Regions from separate parts of the Mus musculus genome. Here regions 2 and 3 are each linked to region 1. A link is a contact called in public Micro-C and promoter capture Hi-C data. All regions are on one chromosome and are shown on one strand. The core of a region is the stretch at or near the end of the contact, and the rest is flanking DNA. Distances in the headings are between cores, read along the strand shown.

The links. Promoter capture Hi-C pulls out the DNA fragments that hold promoters and counts their contacts. A called contact is a pair of places that touch in the nucleus more often than the background predicts.
Region 2: a contact with region 1 is called in a promoter capture Hi-C map of pre-B cells, with 2.8 times the contacts expected there. The contact joins the promoter of Ppp2r5c here to the promoter of Traf3 in region 1. A contact is called at or near these places in 3 of 39 promoter capture datasets (the HPC-7 cell line, neutrophils and pre-B cells), 2 of 484 Hi-C or Micro-C datasets (both in embryonic stem cells), 2 of 115 datasets of contacts at active chromatin or transcription factors (memory CD8 T cells and thymic regulatory T cells) and 2 of 9 other capture datasets (adipose tissue and liver).
Region 3: a Micro-C map of embryonic stem cells shows a contact between it and region 1, with 2.9 times the contacts expected there. The contact joins the enhancer-like site here to the promoter of Traf3 in region 1. A contact is called at or near these places in 3 of 484 Hi-C or Micro-C datasets (CD4 T cells, CD8 T cells and embryonic stem cells) and 1 of 115 datasets of contacts at active chromatin or transcription factors (memory CD8 T cells).

Annotation. Positions count from the first base shown.
Region 1 is chr12:111,164,674-111,168,179 of GRCm38.p6, reverse strand. Traf3 (TNF receptor-associated factor 3) reads right to left here and starts at 1,810. Exons shown (of 12, transcript NM_011632.3): 1 at 1,578-1,810. The region is part of intron 2 of 4930595D18Rik (RIKEN cDNA 4930595D18 gene); the gene reads left to right.
Region 2 is chr12:110,445,666-110,449,171 of GRCm38.p6, reverse strand. It overlaps Ppp2r5c (protein phosphatase 2, regulatory subunit B', gamma), which reads right to left and starts at 1,948. Exons shown (of 16, transcript NM_001373949.1): 1 at 1,787-1,948; 2 at 1,135-1,200. The coding sequence starts at 1,813.
Region 3 is chr12:110,479,481-110,482,986 of GRCm38.p6, reverse strand. The region is part of intron 3 of Ppp2r5c (protein phosphatase 2, regulatory subunit B', gamma); the gene reads right to left. All of the region lies in intron 2 of Gm19605 (predicted gene, 19605), which reads left to right. Among named protein-coding and RNA genes, the nearest start is that of Gm19605, 4.4 kb to the left of the region's middle. Within about 2 kb of position 1,951, at least 11 of the 459 cell types and tissues checked have an H3K27ac peak or open chromatin away from gene starts, as enhancers often do. A contact at or near this core is called in embryonic stem cells, where this site is marked.

The DNA of each region.
Region 1 (3,506 bases), core at 561-3,060:
AAAAAATTGGTTTTCTTTTCCCTCACAGAAAAATTCACATGAATGTCTTGTTTAAAAAATGCTGGAATTCTCCCTGGCCAGATTTTTGATTCCCCGACTTCTGCATTGTGACAGCTGGAACAGATGGTGTCTGGGTGAGACACCTTACATCTTAAACCTTGTCCCTGATAAGGTCTGATTTCAAACAGTGAGGCTGGACCCCAAGGTCTGCCAGGATGTATCACCAGACCCTACACACAGGGTTTTCTGACTCCTGTGATAAATTTCCCAGTTTTCAATTTGCTCTGGCCAAAGAATTTTCACCTTCAGACTAGTTCTTAATATATAAGATGTCACAATATGGCGAAAAGGGAAACATTTCCTCTCCTTTAAGTAAAGGATGGCTGTACACTATTTTGCTAAACACCCTACAATGATGCAGTATTTTCAACAGGCCATTTTCCAAGATCTGAAAAACACCAGAAGGTTTTAAGAGCTGACTGAGGGTTCCCCTGAACAATTTCTACATATAAGCATTTTACACACAATACAAAACAGCATTTCTAAAGATTTCACTTGTGTATCTAGTCACAGAAATGCTACCAAAAAAAAAAAAATTATGGCTCCTCTTCAGTTGTATGCTGTGAATGTAAATTAAGATGACAATACAACACTCGATAAACCCTTTAAGACTCCACAAAAAAAGAGCATACTTACAAATGTGTGTACGTAACACACACACACACCCTTCTATTTCATTCTCAAAACTGAGTCAAAGCTCAGTACAAAAGCCGTGAAAATAAAATCAGTTCCTTCAACCGATCATTAATCTGAATGCTTCTTCGATTTCAGAGCACGTCCACAACACTTCACCCATTTGCATGTTGTTGCCGTTTTAAATTAAAGGTAAAGAATTGTCCACGCAGAATTCTCTCTAAAGGTCTAATCCTGATACCCGGGTCCCCAACCGGTGGTGATGACAGTGTAGAAACGTGGCGAAACGTACATGAGCCATAGCCTGGCGCCTCCAAAACCTGCAAGCCCCGCGGCAAGGATCGTTTTAATGGCTCGCCCGTGGGGAGCCCACTCTGACCTTTGGTGTTAATCGAAGGTGGAAGGTGTGCATTCGGCCCCAGCTGGATCCCAGAACCGCCTGCCTTCCAGCCTCTCTGCAGCTCTCCGACTATGAATCAGTCATTCATCTGCAGAGCAATGACTCAGTATAAACTTTTAAATAATGGCTCAAAAACCCACCTCCACCAGCCAGGGCGAGCACGCTCATCTATGCGGGCACCCTGTCTCCGCCGCTCCGCACCGCGCCAAAGCCCCGGGCCTCGGAGATGCTGACGGCTCGGCACCCCTCGGGGCGGGCACCCAGGGCTCGAGGCCTGCCTGCCCCGTCTGCCCGGAGCGCCGGCGCCTCGGGCCCGGAGCTGGCCGCACACACAAAGTTTCCAAAGTTGGGGCGGCGGGCGGGCCGCACCGCAGACGGTGAGGCGGCCGGGCCTGGCAGCGAAGGACCCGCCGGGCCCGGGGCCGCCGCCGGGATGGAGCCGCCCGCCGCCCCGCCGCCCGCCGCCCCCGGCCCGCGACCTTACCCCGAGGCCCGCCCGTTCGGCCGGCTCAGGGGCGCCGCGCGCATCCTCCGCCGCCTTCTGCAGCGTCCAGCTCCCCGGGCAGCCCCATGTCGGGGGGCGGGGAAGGGCCGGCGGCCGCCGCCGCCGCCGCCGGCTGGAAAGTCCCTGCTGGGCTGCAACCCGGCTCGCGCACGCGGCGGCCGCCGGCCGCGCCGCCTCACGCACCCTCGCGCTGGCACTTCCTCTCGCGCGCTGGAAATCCCCGCGGGCCGCCTGGGCGCGCGCCCCAGCGCGCCCGCCCCCGCCGCCCGCGCGCGCCTCCCCGCCCCCCCCCTCATCCCCTTCGGCTGGCGCGCGCCCGCGCCCGTTGCTAGGGACCCTCGGCCCCGCGCTCGCCGCCGGCCTTAGCAACGGCGGCGCGCGCCCCAGGCCCTCAGGGCCCTGGCCCCTCCGCGCGCGCGCGCGCGCCCTCGCGCCCCGCCCGCGTCCCGGTCTTTCCGGGTCAAAAAGCCAGTCGAGCGGAGGGGAAGCAAGGAAGGTTCCTCGCCTTGCCACCTCGACGGGCGGCCCAACAGTCTCGCCTACTCGGGCACTCAGGTCCTTGCACCTGTAGAAGACACTCACTCGCGGGCGCCCATTGACACGCGTGCAGAGTTCGTTCCTAGTGTCTCCTGTCCAAGAACACACATCTTCACCGACAGAGTTCACAGGCAGGCGGGCAGGTCTCACAGTCCACATTAGCACACAGCCATGCCACCCTCACACATGCCCCTCGTATGCTCACAGGCGGGTCTGGTACCATCTGACCCAGCTCTAGGGGTTTAGCAGAGTCCTCCTCGGCTCCCTACATACCCACCCGAAGTGGATCTGCCCTGTGTGGACAGGGTGGCCAATTTGTCCTGGGTACTTCTCTAAGCCAGGGACACCCATTTCTCCAGCAGCTTCATCTTGCTGTCTCATGGTCACAGGGCCCCACCAGATGTCCCTACTGCCATGGCAAGATGGGAGCAAATGGGGGTCTATCCTTACAAAGTTCAGACACTTGAGCAAAGAGGCCATGATTGTTTCCAAGTCATCTGGAAGCTCACACATCCCTTCTCAATAAAGTTTGTCGGATCCTAGGCTGGAACGGAGACCAGTGTGACCAGGCTGCGCAGGAAGTCCAGCATCTTCTGTCCAGCTTACCTCATGGAATGTTCTAGAAGCCTGGATAGTCTGACAGGACATCTCTGAATGCAGTAGCCCAACAGGTGCCTGTTCGAGAGCCCACATAGGCCTTGCTAGCCAGGCTCAGCTAGGCCAGTGGCGCCCTCATCTGGGCCACAGGCCACAGTTCTGAGTTCAGAGTCAGGTCAGATCCAGGGTTCCCCAAGGCAACAGTGCTAGAACGACAGTCCCATCTATGAGGACCCTGGAGCTCACTATTAGCCCCTTTCCCCTCGTGGGTGTCTTTAATGGCCCGGAATGCTCAGAGTGCCCCTGCCTTCTTTAACCGTGTTCTCAGACCTCTACTGTTCGACCCCAGCCCTGTCCAGGGCACCTTTCTCACACGCCTTTCACGGCACAAGGAAAACTGCCCAAATCCAGAAAGGCTTCCTTCTCTAGGCTGCACTATTTGGACTCTTTTCAAATAAGCCACCAGGCAGAAGGTACAAAGACCTGTGCGTGGGGCTTCCTATGGCTGCGTGGCTCCTTTTATTCTCTGCCAAAGCACTAGTAAGCCTTCTTCAGAATGAGTGGGTAGAGTCCAGCCGCGTGGAGCTCTCTACGGGTGAGACCAGCTGCTGCTCCCCCACCCCGAGCCCTTCTTCTCCCATTTAGCAGCTCCAGACCCCCTGTTTTGGGGAAACACAGAGGGCAGCATAAAGAAGTTTGCCCCATCAGAGCCAGGGCTTTGGGGGCGGGTTTCTGGCCACCGCAGCGCCAGTTGCTGGGCAGAAGTGATGAGCA
Region 2 (3,506 bases), core at 699-3,198, 720 kb after region 1:
GCCCTGCAAAGCAACTACACGTCGTGTAAAAATTGTTGAAGGGCTGGCTGTGGAAGGCAGTCAGACACGAGTGGGCCCCAGGAAAGGCGTCACGATCCACTGTTCAGAAAGGGCAGGCAAAGACTGGCACAGCCGATCCTATCTACTGGTATTTCAGGAACCTTTTGGATTTCTGCTTTCAGCTCTAGGGAGGGCAACAGATTTGCTGGGATGAACCACCTGCTGCAGAGGAGGGAGGCACAGAACACACCAAATTGAGGGGGGGGGGAAGACAACCTGGAGCTAAAATAACCCCTGCAGATTATCTTCAGGGCAGAATTTAACTCATTCTAATGAAGCTTTCGGGAAGAAGAGGCCGAACAGCCACAAATTAGAAATGTCTGTGGTAAAATCTCAACGATCCGGCTCTGGAGAGGGGAGACTTAAGGAGCAGCTTCCAGGTGCCCTGAAATTAAAGCCTGAGCCTCTTCGCTTGGGCACTCTAGTTCCAAGACAATGAGATACAAAACAAAGCCAAAAAAGGGGGGTCAAGGGGCCTGCCCTGAAAATCCCCCAAGGGCACAACTCTATTAAGGATCACAGATTCCACCAAATGACCCAAGGGATCATTCCAGATATTCTTGAAATAAGCCAAAGCCAGGAAGCAAGAAAAGTCAGGATTCACCAAAGAGGATGGAGGAGCTTGTGGGAAAGGAAATAGAAGACTGTTTAAAAAAAAAAAAAAAAGTACCCAAATTAGAGCCACCAAAACACATCCACACTTAGTTGAAAAGGACCAGACATCAGCAGAAGAGAAGCTTGCCCAGGACACCAGTTCGAGGCTGCAGCAAGGAAAGCAAGGACCGTGGAAGTCACTGAGAGAGCCAGAGACACAGAAAAGGAACGAGGGGGCAGACCCTAAAGCTAGAGACTCCATTTAAGACCAGTTCACTGGGAGGGCTTGAGCTCTGTTAGAAGCCACAAAACTGTTTTTAAAATGTCAGTTTCGCTGTGCACACTTTAATAAAAGAGTGGGGGGGGGGATAAGTAACTCATAAGAAAAGACTTCAGAAACACTTTGGTTTGTAGAGCCTCCGTGTTAGACCCTAGATTAAAGGCTGATCAAGAATAACAATGAGCTTGTCCAGAGGTTACCTCTGTTTCTGCTGTATCTTGTCCTTCTTTTGGACCTTTTCCACTTTTCACCGGTTTTGGTGGTTCCTGGGAATCATCACAAAACAAAAACAAAAAAACAAAAACAAACAACAACAAAAAACCATTAGTGTTCTCAATATTTGGACCGCTAAGCATCAGCTCAAATGCAGTTTCTAAATTGATACATATCACTGAGAGCTTCTGATGGCTTTAATATGTCAGCAGCAAACTACATCATATTGAGTATATTCACAATACCAGCAGCCTTCAAATTCCGTTTCTCTTCATGTCTGTGTTGGGGGGCGGGGGAGGGAGGTGAAAACTCCAGGTAGGGACACGTAACCCCAGCTCTCGGCCCATCCCTTTCTCCCCTCCCACCCTTAAACCTCACAAGTGAGGGTTTCTGGGGCGAGTCCGGAACGCTCCAGCACCCCAGCCCCCGCCACGCAGAGCACTGCACGGAGCATCAGCCGCCACCCAGAGCGACCGCGGCACCTCAGCGCCACCTCAGAGCCTGAGCGGCCTCCCCAGCTCCATGCAATCCTGCCAGCGCCCTGGGCCCGCCCGCGAGCCTGGACGACCTGCCGCCCCGCCCCTACCCGCCGACGCGGGGACCCCAGACCCGGTCCCGGAGCCCCCGGCCCCGACTCACTTTCTCCTTCTTGTTTTTATTCGGCATGGCTGGTGCGGGCCGCCGCCGCCGCCCCTGCCTCCGCCCGCCGCCACTGCCGCTGCAGCAGCAGAAGCGCCCCCGGCCCGGCCGTCGCGCCGCCCCGGCCGCCGCCGCCGCCGCTGCAGCCGCCGCCCGGGGACTGAGTCGCTCGTCCGCTCTCGCTTCCCCTTTTCCAGGCTCCCAGAGGCTGCGGCAGCCGCGGCGGCGGCGGCGGCGGCGGCAGCGGCGGCGGCGTCTCTCCGCCCCTCTCCCGGCAGGCCCCGCCCCCGCCCCAGGCCCCGCCCCGCGCCGGCCCCACGCTGCCCTCTCCCCGCCTCGCCGCCCTCAACGACGCCACGCCATTGGCCGACACGGCCCCACGTGCCCTAACGCTCCGCAGCGTCGCCCCGCCCACTGCGCGGCCTGTCCCCACCCCCTCGGTGCGGACCGGCTCGTGTGCCGGGCTGTGAAGGTTTTGGTGGAGCCATCAGGGAGGGAGCTACTGGGGAGAGGGAGGCGTGTGCGGACAACGGAGGTGATAAAGTCACGGCCGCTGAGCCGGGACGGGGAGGAGAGCAAAGGACAGTGAGGAGCGGGAATGCACATGTGAGATGTATGGCGACTATTCTGTAGCCTTCCAGGCACGAAAAACTCTACCCCATAAGCCTGGTAGCGGTGACGCTCGTGCAGTGCGGAGGAGACCCGGGACCGCGCGAGCGGCGGTTTCCTTGGGCCATTAGGCCCCGCCCACGAAGGCAATGCTGCTGGCTCCGGGGTACGCTCCGCCCACCGCACGCCTCAGAGGCGGGGCTCGCCTCAGCCCCGCCTATAGAGTCCACGCCTCTCCTTTCGTCCCCGCCCACGCGAGCAAAGGAACTCTCCCCAGAGCAGACTCTGCCCACGGCGGTCCAAGTGTAGACTGCCTAGTTCCCCTGTGGTCCTGCACGCCGAAATTTCTCTGTTCCAGACTCACCCGCAAGGCAACCGGCTTCCCCAATGTAGGCACCGCCCACCTTACGTCTTAGGGATTGGATCCACCTAGGCCGAGCCCATCAGCTGCTCACTCTGAGACTCTACCTGCACACTGCCACCCATCGCCCCGGCCCACCAGGGAGGTAGTCAGATCAGTGTAGGCTTTTTTTCCGAGCCCATTACGTCTGAGCAGCCCTGCGTCTTTGTTATTCTTTAATTACCAGTGGTCGTTAGCCTGTGAGAAAACTGCATGAAGACCAGGGATCACTTGATTCTCTCACTTCTCTAGTAGCTCTTTATGAGGGAAGAAGCTAATTCGCTACTTATACAGTCCTGTTTTTGGAGTTGTCAGTGTCTGACATCCTATGCTAAGGGGGAGCACTCAGAAGGAAGACTGTAGGAGTGAACTGTTTCGAGTGCAGGAGACTTCAGGCGCTCACTCATGATTTAGGAGGTGCCTTCGTCATAAGCTTTGAGCCTGCTAGACAAACGCTGGAGACTTCAGCTACGTACCCAGGCCAAGGCACTGAAAAATCGATGTATCTTAACCCTTGGTTTTTGTTTGTTTTTGTTTTAACTCTTGTAAATGCCAAGCAAAGCATTTTTGGTTGTTCTCACCCAAGCTCTGTGGGGGTTAAAAAAAGAGAGATTTATCAAAACCCAGAGGTGCTGTAGGAGGTTCTGAGAGTAAGTTGTGTCTGCTGGTGTCTGAATGTTCACCAAAATAAAACTAATCTGCAGATAATCG
Region 3 (3,506 bases), core at 702-3,201, 690 kb after region 1:
GATCTGCCTGCTTCTGCCTCCTGAGTGCTGGGATTAAAGGCGTGTGCCACCAATACCCACTCACCAGAATTAAGACCAATTCAAATAACCCTGACCTTTTCCACATCTCCCTCCAACCAAAGAAAATATAAATACAGATTAATAAAATTTATTAGAAAAACATTAAGCCCTTAGGATTTAAATGATCAAGTTTGTGTAAAAAAACAAAACTATGAACAATCAGAAACTGCAAGGCAGAGTGTTTTTATCTATTAGGGCAATGATAATTTTTTTTACAAATGTCTGTATTTATTTAGTGCACACATGTCAAGGGACAAATGTGAGGGTCAGAGAACAGTTCAAGAGTCAGTTCCCCTTTCCTGCTATGTCGGTCCCAGGGGTCAGAGCCTAGGGGTGACAGCAGCACTTTTGCCCACTGAGCCATCTTATCCACCCAACTCTAATGATACAGAGAACAGTAACTGCGTTGTGCCAGAGCTTTGACAACAGAGCTATCGACTGCTCACTGGCTTAGAAAACAGTCAGGCAACAGGCACCGAGAGGCTTTGCTTAGTAATTTTACTTTAAGAACCCATTCTAAGCCGGGCTTGGTGGCGCATGCCTTTAATCCCAGCACTCGGGAGGCAGAGGCAGGCGGATTTCTGAGTTCGAGGCCAGCCTAGTCTACAGAGTGAGTTCCAGGACAGCCAGGGCTACACAGAGAAACCCTGTCTCGGGGGGAAAAAAAAAAAAGAAAGAACCCATTCTAGAAATAAAATAACCATGGATGAAACAGTTCACTAAAAACATATTTTACAACTGGGCTGAAATATGACACGTAACACAAAATCTATTCTTTATTACATTTACCTGGGTCTGTGCCCCCCCCCCCCCACACACACACACATACCACGCCATGAAACAGAGGACCCACCTACAGGAACCAGACCTTTTCTTCTAGCATGTGTCATCTCCTGAGCCACCGTGCCAGCCCCATCCTAACTAACCATTTTCACGTGTGCACCTCAGTGGTCTAGAATCTTTCAGATGGGTGCCCTGACGTGGAATGGAGTAAATCCACTCTAAACTCTGTGAGGTACCTCCATATGGTTGTTAAAGTTCTTGTACCATCTGCTGTTCCTACCAACAGCACACAAGTCCCCGTCCTCTTCCGTCAGCAACACTGGTTTGCGTGTAATCTCGAGGTAGTTTTCATTTGCATCATTAATGATTAGTGATGCTGAGCCTGTATGCTTGGGCCTATGGGTCATTAGTGTATATTCTGAGAAATGTCCACTTGAGTCTTCTATATATTTAAATGAAGTTGTTTCGCTGTTGTGCATGTGTAGGAGTTCATATGGTCAAGATATCAATCTGTTATCAGGCTTGTCATTTGCAAATATTTCCCTCTCCTCTGTAGGCTGCCCATTCTGACGACTGTGCACCCTCACACACACTGAGGTTTTAAGGGTGACATAGCACAGTTTACCTAGTTTGTCTTTTATTATCTACAATATTTAACAACGTGTCCAAAAATTCACTGGAATCTAATACCATGAACTCCCCACTGCCAATTCCTTCAAAGACTTTTTATACTTTTGGTTGACAGCACTTAGGATTTTGACGCCTTCTGAGGTAATTATGTTTGTGGACTTCCAGTTTCCAGTACTTTCCCGCTCTGAGCTGGCTTTACTCCTGGCTCTCTATGCTGGTTTAGCCTTGGGTGTTGTTATGGAAACCCACAGTCATCCTGTTTACTGTAACTTTGTTGCTTTAAAATCAAGATGCGTAAGGTGCCAGCCCTTTCCTTTTTCAAGATTTGGAATGTCTTGGTCTTCCCAGTGGATTTTACGATGACTTTTTCTGTTTCTAGATGAAACCATTCACCTCTTGGTAGGACTGCCTGCATCTGTAGGTCCCTAGGCTGGCACTGATCCCTTAACAACCCTAGGCTTCCAATCCAAGAGCATTGGCTGCTCCTCTGGTGGTTTGACTCCCATAGACTCATGAATTTGAATGCTAGTCCCATAGGGAGTGGCGCTGTTAGGAGGTGTGGCCTTGTTGGAGTAGGTGTGGTCCTGTTGAAGTAGGTGTGGCCTTGTTGGAGTGGGTGTGGCCTTGCTGGAGTAGGTGTGGCCTAGAGGAAGTGCATTACTGTTGAAGTGAGCTTTGAGATTTCCTATGTTCAAGCTCCACCCAGTGTGAAATTTCAGTTTCCTTTGGCTGTCTTCGGGCCAAGACACAGAACTCTTGGCTCCAGCAGCGCCATGTCTGCCTGCATGCCACCATGCTTCCCGACATATTGATAATGAACTAAACCTCTGAAACTGTAAGGCAGCCCCAATGAAATGTTTTCCTTTATAAGAGTTGCTGTGGTCGAGGTGTCTCCGAAATAAAACCCTAACTAAGACACCCTCCTCTCTTCAGCACTGTCTTCTATCTCTGTTCTGGGTGTCTTAGAGTTTTTAGTGAGGAGTTTCTCAACTCCTTAATAAGAAATTCCTAAGAAATTTATTCGTTGAGAATATGACCTGTTATTTATGATTCTAAGACACTGTAAACTAATTTAATGTCAAAGGAACTGAGAAAGGTTGTGAAGTTTATACAGCCATACACGTGTAAAAATTAGAAATATGAGCGGAAAAGGTGACACAACTTCTCAGTGTCTAGGAGGCCACTGAGGGTGGCACGGATGCACTGGCCACTCTTTAGCGCTCTCACTATTGTCAGCATTGCTAAAGTCGTTTGCTCCGGAGCTGAAGGGGGAGGGGGGAGGGCACTGGAAAGAGGGAGCCGTCAATGGCCCACGAAGCTTCCTTCTTTGGCTGGGAATGAAGCAGCATGCCTGTGTGATCCTGTGTGTGCCACGTATGACTGTAGGTCTCTGCAGCCACGCCTGTCTGCTGCAGGAGGAAGCTTCCCTGATGATGGCTGAACAAGACACTGATCCATCGGTTAGCAGAATGCTATTAGAAGTTCCGATACGCCATAGTGATCCCCTTGCTGAGTTCAAACCAAAGTGCAGGACCCAGGCAGGATGCCACTAAGCCCAGTCCAAACAAGGTCAGCAGAAGGCAGGTGCAGCCATTGCTCGCCTCAGAACACGCCTCTGTCCACCAACTGAATACCGGAAGGTCCCCACGTGATGATTGGGGACACAGCAGAGCCACTTATAGAACCTATGTGGAGACTAACCCTGGAGTGGCCACTGGGCTTGACCACTCTGGGGGCGTGGCTCCCCCCCCTCCCGCAGGCGAGCCCTCAGACAGTGTATAGTGCCTGGAGGGTGCTCTGTTAGTGTATGGCAAGAACAGGTTGAGCACTCGGCAGCCCCCCATCTGGTCAGAGTGCCTTGACTACTCTCACATCTCTTCCTGGCAGTGCAAGACTAAGAGGGAGGACATGCTGCTGCATCCCGGCAGTCAGAGCACCACCCGCGGTTGTGAAGAAGACTCCCATACCGCAGGCGAGGCCGTGGCCTGTGCCTTAGCCATCACCCGCCCAGTGCTACAACTGTCTACACTGAT